Regions from separate parts of the Mus musculus genome. Here region 1 is linked to region 2. Evidence: chromatin contacts called from public promoter capture Hi-C data. All regions are on one chromosome and are shown on one strand. Each heading gives the region's core, a stretch centred on a gene start, on an enhancer-like site or on the middle of the called end of the contact. The rest is flanking DNA. Distances are from core to core; before and after follow the strand shown.

The links. Capture Hi-C pulls out chosen DNA fragments and counts their contacts.
Region 1: a contact with region 2 is called in a promoter capture Hi-C map of adipose tissue. The contact joins the promoter of Slc24a4 here to the promoter of Rin3 in region 2. A contact is called at or near these places in 2 of 39 promoter capture datasets (neural stem cells and stem cell-derived epiblast-like cells), 5 of 484 Hi-C or Micro-C datasets (embryonic stem cells and palatal mesenchyme), 4 of 115 datasets of contacts at active chromatin or transcription factors (craniofacial prominence and embryonic stem cells) and 4 of 9 other capture datasets (adipose tissue, embryonic stem cells, liver and 1 more).

What each region holds. Positions count from the first base shown.
Region 1 is chr12:102,125,574-102,130,723 of GRCm38.p6, forward strand. It overlaps Slc24a4 (solute carrier family 24 (sodium/potassium/calcium exchanger), member 4), which reads left to right and starts at 3,154. Exons shown (of 17, transcript NM_001362345.1): 1 at 3,154-3,946. The coding sequence starts at 3,817.
Region 2 is chr12:102,281,212-102,286,089 of GRCm38.p6, forward strand. Rin3 (Ras and Rab interactor 3) reads left to right here and starts at 1,863. Exons shown (of 10, transcript NM_177620.4): 1 at 1,863-2,115. The coding sequence starts at 2,075.

The sequences.
Region 1 (5,150 bases), core at 1,904-4,403, 150 kb before region 2:
ATCCACCCCATAATCAGCATCCAAACGCTGACACCATTGCATACACTAGCAAGATTTTATTGAAAGGACCCAGATGTAGCTGTCTCTTGTGAGACTATGCCGGGGCCTAGCAAACACAGAAGTGGATCCTCACAGTCAGCTAATGGATGGATCATAGGGCTCCCAAGGGAGGAGCTAGAGAAAGTAGCCAAGGAGCTAAAGGGATCTGCAACCCTATAGGTGGAACAACATTATGAACTAACCAGTACCCCGGAGCTCTTGACTCTAGCTGCATATATATCAAAAGATGGCCTAGTCGGCCATCACTGGAAAGAGAGGCCCATTGGACTTGCAAACTTTATATGCCCCAGTACAGGGGAACACCAGGGCCAAAAAGGGGGAGTGGGTGGGCAGGGGAGTGGGGGTGGGTGGATATGGGGGACTTTTGGTATAGCATTGGAAATGTAAATGAGTTAAATACCTAATAAAAAATGGAAAAAAAAAAAAAAAGAAAAATGTCAAAGAGAAGTGTTCTATTATGGGCTGCCTGTTTCCAGGTGGAAACTAACAACTCCTTTGACCTGATCTGGACTCAAAACTTTCTGTTTTCATTAGTCCTGTGTGAAAAAGATGCTAGGTGTAATTCTTTATTTACTTGTTTCTATACCAGGTATAGGTGTGGTATCTGTCAACTCTTTTTCCTCTGTCTTAAATTGGGTGTCAAGGGCCCTTGCTAAGCAGTTTTCCCAGTATCATATTTAATAGTTTTTTCTTTCCCTTCTTTGTTGATAAACTCATCCTTGTCTAGTGTAGTCAACGAAGGGAATTGTATGTATGTTGTAATTTTTCAAACGCCAGTGTGCATGTTTGGTAGCCAGTACCAAACCGGAGGATAATGAGTTGGAGAGACATGCTACAGACCAGACGGAACCCCAGATTGTTCTACACAGGGCCCTCCTAGGGCTTTCCATGCGGTTGGGTTTACATCCATGCCCTCAGTATCTTTGTGATGTCTGTCATATTGATAAGTTATCCTATGCTGTTTGAGTTGTCTGAGAAGTTGGAGATGCTGCTGTGATTCCCGACTTCAGAACCAACCATGTTTCTATCTCAAGATCCCTTATCTGGGAAAGGGATGATCTCATCCAACTCTGTGATGGGTGGGGGCTGAGGGTGGGGAGAACAAGAGCAACATGCCCAAGAATAAAGCCATTGTGTCCTTGAGAGCCGAGGAAGGTCACCCCTTTCCAACTGATGGTAGTGCTATTTATCCCGTAATATAAAAATGCCTGCAGCGGGTACCAAGATCAGAAAGCTCAGCCATGAGGAGACAGTTCAACTGAGAACTGCAGTTGACTGCCTCAACTCGCCCAATTGTAACTGTTTCCAGTTTATAAATCTCAGATTTGGCCATGTTTTGCTATTTATCTACCTGCCCACTTTGCCTGCCTGCCTGTTCTTTTACTTTTTTCTTTTTCTTTTTCTTTTTTTTTTCCTATACTTAATAAACTCACCTATTCTACGGACCATACTGAACAGTATAGAAATGAAGATGCTGGGGCTGGAGAGATGGCTCAGAGGTTAAGAGCACTGGCTGCTCTTCCAGAGGTCCTGAGTTCAATTCCCAGCAACCACATGGTGGCTCACAACCATCTGTAATGAGATCTGACGTCCTCTTCTGGAGTGTCTGAAGACAGCAACAGTGTACTCACATACATAAAATAAATAAATCTTAAAAAAAAAAAAAGAAATGAAGATGCTGCAAACAATGGCACCCCACCCCGCCCCCACCCCAGCTTTCTGGGCACTTCTTACCTGTGTCCCTCTGCTTGCCTAAGAAGTACAAAGGAACCTTGCTGGTAGTGGCCAGCTAGAGGAGGCATTTGGGACAGTCCCCAGAAGGGAAGTCCTCACACTTGACTATGCTCAAGATCTCTAGGGAATCTGGTTAAAAATGCACATTTTAGCTCAGTAGGTCTAAGAGTAGATTTAAATGTGCAACCTGCCTGTCTCCTATACTCCCAGGCAATGACTTGGCTGCTGTGGACCACCCCGTAGCCTAATGAGCAGCAAGGGAATGTTTGGCGCTCAGAGCAAAACACTTTGAGAATCCCACTTAGCATCTGAGGGACAGGCCCCCCTTTAGTTCAGGGTTCCTTGAAAGCAGACATTGGGTCTTAATACACGTTGTTGTTGTTGTTGTTGTTGTTGTTGTTGTTTTGTTTCTTGGCTGGATGGCACTTGGCACAGAGCTCACAAATGGCGGGTATGTATTTATTTAATTAAACACAGTTGGCTTTGATCCAAAAATGGTTTTAAGAGGAGTTAACCCCTAAATCAGCACAGGATAGAAAACCGACAGGGAAGTCTGAGTTAGAGATCCTTCCTGATAGAGGTCCCCTCCACTTATTTGCGTCTGGATGACACCTCCACTGCTCTTCGGAAATTTCACTGCGCCCACATTTTAAAAGCGGCTTACACTAGAGAGCCGAAAGTAAGAGAGGTGGAAAAACAAACCCAAACCAGAAAGCCTTGCGAAGCTGTGAGGTTGCAAAACATCAAAAGCTCCCAACTGTTGGCAGCAGAGCCGCAGAACTGCGGGGTTTCTCCCTCTGTCAGATTACCAGCATTTCGTAGGTCGGTGTTGCGCCCCCGCCACACAGGTCCCTAGGTTACCCAGAGAGCCTGGCAGGAACTGGTCCCGGCGGGCGTCGGTTGGCTTGGTGCAAGCCTGTTTCTTAGCACTGAGCTAGCAATTAAGCTACTTGTGCATTGGAGACCTCCGGGTGGTAGTGGTGACCGCCTTGGGTCGCTGCGGGGGGTAGGGGGTCTCGGGGAGCCAGGACCCGTGTGAGAGCCCTACAGAAACCCTGGTTCTGAGAGTCCTTGGTGATGCCATAACCTGTTCCACCTTATAGCAATCACAAGAAGCTGAGGACTCATTTTGGCTCCGTAGGGTTAGAGAGAGAGAGAGGAAGGGGTTTGGAGGGAGGCAAGGAAAGGGGATTATATTGGTCAGTAGTTGAGCCTCTCTTGGGGGAAGGGAGAAGCGCACTGGGCGAGCGCCCTAGGGGAGGTGTACACGTGCAGGGGAGGGGGGGGGGATGAGAGGCGGGCAGGCGGGAGGGGAGGAGTAGGGAGGCGAGAGCAGCTTGCGGGAGGCGCCACGGCCTCGCAGACACAGGCTCTGGCCGCCTAAGAGCCAGAGAGAAAGTTCCCGGGACAGTTCGCCCGCGGGAGGGCCCAAACTGCGGCCACTGGCCGAGAGGGTCTTGAGTTCTGAGAGTGCTGCGCGCGGTCCTTCTGCACGCACTTAGCTGCCAGGGCCCTGCTTTCCGAGAGAAGCAGAGGAGCCTCGCAGGCGGGCAGCCGGGGCGGCCGGGGCTAAACTTGGACGAGGAGGATGCTGCGAGTGGGCGCGGCGGCGCGGGGCGCGGGGGCGCTCGCCAAGCACTGATTGCTCCCGGCGGACTCCGAGCGCGCTGAAGAGCAGTGGGCAGGTAGCGGCTCCAAGCGCCCGGACTGCGCCAAGCCGACAAGCAGGGCCGCCAGCGCCACCGTGCAGGCGTCGTCTCCTCGCCACGGAGTCATGGTGCGAGCAGCGCGCACGCCCCGCGCGGAACTCTGAGCTCCGGCCGTGCATTGCTCCCCCTCCTCTGGTATTCCCATCCGATCTCCCCGTGACTGCCTTGTTCGCGGACCATGAAGCTATCTCCCAGAGCCCCTTGCCTCTGAGCTACGCATCGCCCCGCTGCAGCCCCAACGCCGCTGGGCCACAGACAGCGCTCCAACCCTTGAAGCTCGGGATCTTCTTCCAGGGGCGCGGGGCGTACGGAGATGGCTCTCCGTGGACTCATCCGGCAGAGCAAAGTTCGCCGGAGGCGAGAGATGCTGCCGCAGCAAGTTGGCTTCGTGTGCGCTGTGCTGGCCCTGGTGTGCTGTGCCTCCGGCCTCTTTGGAAGCTTGGGTAGGTGTGGGAAAGGATGTTTTCCGCTGGAGGAGTTGGGGGGCTTGAGCTCTGACAGCTCCAGCTTCTTCTCTGTCAGATTGGTCCCCAGGGTTTTCCCTTCCCGCTCAGCGGGCAGTGCTCACCCAGGAGTGCTGAGCCTCGAGCTGGACTGTGGCGACGTTCTGCCGAACTGCTCAAGCTCCCTGGGGGTTCCGGACGTAGTTGTAGGTGTGCTATTGGGATCAAAGCCTGCACCACCTCTGTCCCTGGAGTGTGCGGGTAATGGGCAACTCATGGCAGCCCAGGGGTAGAGTCTCCCGCTTTAGGATGTGTGAAACTGAGCAGCCCCCTTTTCTGTTCTGCAAAGCTGTGCTCCATCCCTCAGAGACCCAAATTCTCAGGCTTAGTCTCTGCTCTCCTCCTTGCACCTGCTCTGATCCAAATGCTTGGTCTTCCCCAAACCTAAACGGAGCGGGGGCAGTCTGTCCCCGTGGGAGATTGCTGCCATGTTCCAGCATCCCTTCACTCAACTCTGCTTAATCCCCACGGAGAGGGAGGGCTGGCGTGCATAGCCATGATCCACGCTCCTCCAAGCAGAAGGCGACCTGGGAGTCTGTTAAGACATGCAAATTTCAGACGGAGTGGGGAAAGAGAAGAAACTTATGAAATATTTATTTCGGGGTGATTTGGGCTCGTGTTTAGCCTTTAAAGAATGTTTAGTGCCTAGATATTTCAGAACTAGTGCTGTTAACATTTGGGGTGACACCCCCCCCCCCCGTGAAATAAATGTTGTTAACCTAGCCAGAGGCACAGGAGGAGGGCATCTTTTTTGAGTGGTTAGTGAGGCCATTAACATAGTATCTTGGGATCATTAAGAGATCGGTACAGCGACGTTAAAAACAAGTGAAACCTGGTTAAATTTTTAAACAGAAAAAGAGACATCACTCTCTTTCAATACCCAGACTGTGATTTGGGGGGGTAGAAGGCTAGAGAGTGGCTCGTTTCTAAAGAAGTCCAGAAAGTTTATTTCTAACACCTTCATACCCAATGCTTTGCAATTGGACAATTAAACACAAGAAACGACAAAATGTCTAGAGGAGCTGCGAGAGTTAGGCGTTCTGGAGGATGTATCGCTACCTAGCTGAAACATCTGGACAGGTAAAGAGTTGAGGTGTAGTCTGAAAGCCAGAGCTATTTTTATGTGCTAGATCAGGAGTTAGCT
Region 2 (4,878 bases), core at 613-3,112:
TTGTGCCTTCCAAAAAGAAAAGCTAGTTTGATTGGGATGCAATTCAACAGCTTAAAGTGTATAATTTGATGGTTTTCAGACACAGCCACAAAGTTGTGCAATGAATACCACAGTCAATTTAAAAACATTTTCATCACCCCCAAAGAAACTCCATAGCCATTGCCAGTTGCTCCCCACTCCCCGACCCCACCCCACCCCACCCCACCTCTAGCGAACACTAGTTTACTGTTTGTCTCCGTGAAATTGCCTACTCTGAACACTTCATGCAAAAGGAATGTGTTTAACGACTGGCTTCTGTCACTTAGCATGCTTTCAAGACTCATCTGTGCAGAAGCACCATTGTTGGGGCCCCATTCTTTCTGTGGCTCAATAACAGTCCCTGACTGATGATCCCTGATCTTATTTACATATTCATCGATTGATGAATGCTTGGTTGCTCCCACATACTGGCTACTGTAAATTGTTTGTATTTCTTTTCTTTCTTTCTTTCTTCCTTCAACATAGGGCCTCTCAGACACATGCCAGGCAACCATTCTACCTCTGAACTCTAGCTCCAGCTCTGGATAACACAAATAAAGGCTGATATGAACAGTCATATATAAGGTTTTGCATGGACACACTATGATAGATAGCTTTAATTTGTCAACTTGACACAACCTAGAATCACTGAGAAGAAATTCTCAGTAAGGGATTGTCTGCATTTAGTTAGGCCTATGAGTATGCTGGTGAGGGACTGTCTTACTTAAGTTATTGGTGCGGGAAGACTCAACCCACTGTGGGCAGCACCATTCCCTATACAGGGTGCCCTGAACTATGTAAGAGTGGAGAAAGTGAGCTGATCACAAGCCAGGTAAACATGGTTACATTCATTTCTCTTTGCTCTGGATGTCATGTGACCAGCTTTTTGACATCCCCCCCCTCCCCCTGCCTTGACTTCCCCATAATGAACTGTAACCTGGAATTGAAAGCTGAAATAAGCCCCTTTGGGTACGTAGTTTCCCCTTCTGAGGAACTGCCAAGGCTGCTTCCCAAATCAGCTGGCCCATTTACCACTCCCAGCAGGAGACTGTTAACTAAGCCTTTCCTCTCACTTCCACAGGCTGATTTGGAGGAAATGCCAAAAGAGAAGTGGTTGTGAGGGTGTGTGGACACTCTAGCACTCCTGTGTAATCGTGGGTAGAGGCCAAGGATGTGGATGGAAGTTGGGTTACTCCTACAATGCACAATGCACAAGACAGTCCCAAGCACAAAACATTTAATCTGTCCCCAGCAGTCTAAATAATGCCCAGGCTGGGAATGAATTAAACAAGGTGATATCTTGAGGTCCGCTATTACCTGGTCTCACAGGCTTAGCTAGCTCAGGAGACATTTTTGAGTGTCTGGGCGCTTAAAAAAGGAGGCATTACGACTCGCGGTTGTTGTGTAAGCTAGCAAGTTTTCTCCTTTAGTCTCTCACTGGGTGCTGTACTCAGCACAGGTGCCTTAGATGTCAGGCTTCATGGACGATATCTGCTTTGTTAAACAGTGATCTTATCAACAGAGAAGGTATCAAGGAGAGACAGGATGGCCACCTGTCAGGGACGTGGAGGAGGTGCCCCGCCTTGGGGGCGGGAGTGGGTATGGGTCGTGGCTCCCCCGGGATGAAGGAGGTCCCATTTGGGCCGTGGGCCTCGTCACCTGCCAGCCCTGAGTGCCTTGCTATCCGGTGCCAACTTGGAGACTTTCCTGTGAGTTTCGCTCGCAGGCTCCGGGCGGCCACAGTCCGTGCTGTCCTCGACCCCGGCACCGCCCGCCGCCAGGCCCGGCCCTAGGGGCGCGGCCCGGCTTCCGCGCGCCCCAGGGGGCTCCCTGCTACGAGCAGCCACGGCCGAATGGCTTCTGACAAAAAACCCTTGACCACCAAGGCCGGCCTCTTCCTGCGAGCCCCGCGCGCTGCGATCCAGGAAGTGGAAGGCAGCGGCCCCGCGCTTCCCCACTGGGCGCGCGGCTGGCGGCGGCGCCCAGCCCGGCCCTCGGCGAGGGACAGCGCCAGCGCCACGCGGAGGTCGCTGCGTCCCCAATCGCCTGCCCCACGATGCGACGCGCCGAAGCGCCCTCGAGCGCCCACCCTGCCGGGTAAGTGGCAACCCGTGCCCGCCGCTCCCCAGGTGGCCCGCGTCCTGCCTCTTTTGCTCAGCTTGATCCCCGAGAGCCCTGGGTGCTCCGGATAGGGCTACGGGACGTCGTGGATGTCATGCTGAAATGAACACCCCCCACGAGCGTGCGGATCCCCCAGCAGGGACTAAGGGTGAAACTAGGTTCTGCAAGGAAAGGGGGCGGCCTTGGTGACTGCCGAACTTGGCCAAACTTTCAAATCCAGACTTTGTTAGCGGGGGGGGGGGGGGGGGGGGGGGGAAGCAGTGCACAATGTGCGGCTGGGAGGGTTTGGTGTGTTCGAGCCCGAGATGTCCGTGTAGCCATGGCTCTAGCCTAGGCTGAACTTTGGATGCAAGCACTCGCTGCCCTGGCCCAGCCAGCCCCATGCACCACGAAGCACCGCTGCTCTGCCTAAACCCCAGCTTGCGCCCTCAGGTTCTGGGACCGAGAGTGGGGGTGGGGGCGGGGGTGGGGAGTAGGGTGGTAGATAAGAAGCACCTACAACTTTAGGCAGGCCCATCCAGCAGCTAACTCTCTGCCTGGAGGATTGAGGCGCCACCAGATCCCATCTGCCACCCCACTGGATCGGCTGGGGACCTTTGGACTGGCCTTTGAAGAGCCTGGTGTGTGAGGAGGGTCTAGAGTGCTCGGGTGCAAATGATTGGCGGGATACCCAGACGCAGATGCAGTCTGAAGTGTGTGAAATTAAATGGCTTGGGAACAACCATTCGGAAGGGATTCCTACTTTTGTGCTCTTCCCTACCCCCCACCTCAAGACCTGGAACACTGCCCAGAGCTACACAAGGTTGGGAATGTCCTGTCATCCCGCCCAGCCCAGTCCTAAGAGAAGATCGGGAAGGGTGGGGTTTGAAGCTGCACCGAGTAGAAAGCGATTTCTGCGAAAGTCTTCTAGCACTTTCTGAGGTGCCATGGATGATGGACGAATCTGGGGTACCATACTTTTTGTATTTCCGTTTAAAAGTCCCGGGCCTGATCCCGGATGAATTCCCGTGGCTGCCTGTTTTAATTCTGTGACCTCATCTCTTTGAGCTTCCACTCTTTAGAACAGGAACGCTATCTGTACACATCTTGTACTCTCCAGGGTTTGGGAACAGTAGGGTGTAACTGGCCCCCATTCGGATAGGAGGGACTGGGATTGTCCTGGGGCGGGGGGTGGGGGGGTGGGGGGGGGCTTGGCTGCCTCCTTCCTCCTACCCCCAATCCCAGCTACAACCACAGCCCGGAAATTCTGTGTTGATGTTTCCCTTGGAAGTGATCTCTGTGGAGACAAATGTCATCTGCTGGGAAACTGGGAATTCCGATGCGGAAGGGGTCTCCTGGGAGCAAGTAACTGCTATACCCTGGGTGGGAAGGTAAAGCCGGCTAGAAAAGGAGGGTGAGGAATCAGGTTCTGATCTCATCTACTTCCCCATTTTCCCCAAGGATGGCCTGGCCTGACCCATTTCCTCCTGCCTTTCTTTGTTTACCTCTGTACCAGTGATTGATTTCATTGTGCCTCAGTTTACTAACAAGGATAGTCAGTAGTCACTGCTCTTCACAGGCTGTTTGGAGGGGACATCCTCAGCTGCTATTATGATTAGCATCACTGACATCTGTTGGGTGGGCCCCTTCCTTTTGCCAACTGGGTGATCTGTCTGCCTCATCTGAAACTCCAGAGTCCTATAACCCCTCCCTCACTGGGATTGAATTGGATGAATTCTAATGGCCTTGGTCCCTGCTCAGGGGCTGGTCCTTTTTAAGGTCTTTAAAACACCCTGCACCTGAGCCTCACACCTAAATACTCAGGGACCTCTTACCCCAAGTCACCCCTAGGCCCAGCTGCCACCAGGACTGGTCCTGAAAGCTTTTTGAGTCTATCCTTGCACCCTACTGGCCCAGAGCCCCCTTCTTTCTGGGGTGAGAGACATTCAGATAGCTGGGGACTGCTACCCCAAGCAGCCAGGAGAGTGCCCCTTGAGTTCTGAATCCTAGGATGCAAGCTCTGCTTCTTGTTTAAACGGCTGTCTGGGAAAAGAGATGCACATGGGTCGCTGGCTACACTGGTAGCAGCCACATTTTTTTCCACCCACTGTGCTAAGCTCCACCATTCATTTAAGACTGTTAATAACTCCTAAAGCAGTCTCTGCCCACTGGCTAGTGTTCTCGGGGGACATAAATTGAGCAGGAGGCATGAGGAACCCTCCGAGCATTCTAGGTATGTGCTCAGAAGAGGTCACTGGGAAGAGAGGACATTCAGCAGAGGTTTAGAAAATCTAGAACATTCTAAGGGGTGGGGCAGTGTGGTTAGCGGGAGCCAGTGCTGCAGAAAGCAAGGGCTTGCAGGGGTTGGGAGGTCTATGGCGAGTGCACAGGGCCCAGCAGAGGTTTTCATAGAGGGTGATAGACTGTAGGTGGACAGACAGTAGTTGGGGAGGGGCATGATAGCCTGGAAGCCAGGCATAGCCAGGATGGACACTTGAGGCAAGAGAAGTTAGGATGGCAGACTGTGTTGGTGGATCAGTGTTAGACAAATAGAGTTGAGGGAAAGGGACATTGCAGGAGAGACTGAGATGATAGAGGGCTACCCCCCTGGGCTCAGACACCCGACTGTGTGGAGTCCTGGGCGAGTGGGTCATGCTATCCCTCAGTCTGTGAGAGCTGGAAGTTTCCAAGCCTCAGGGGAGATCTGGCAGCCACCGGACACCTCCCCGCTCTGGCAAGCACACCCAGTGCATTTTCCTA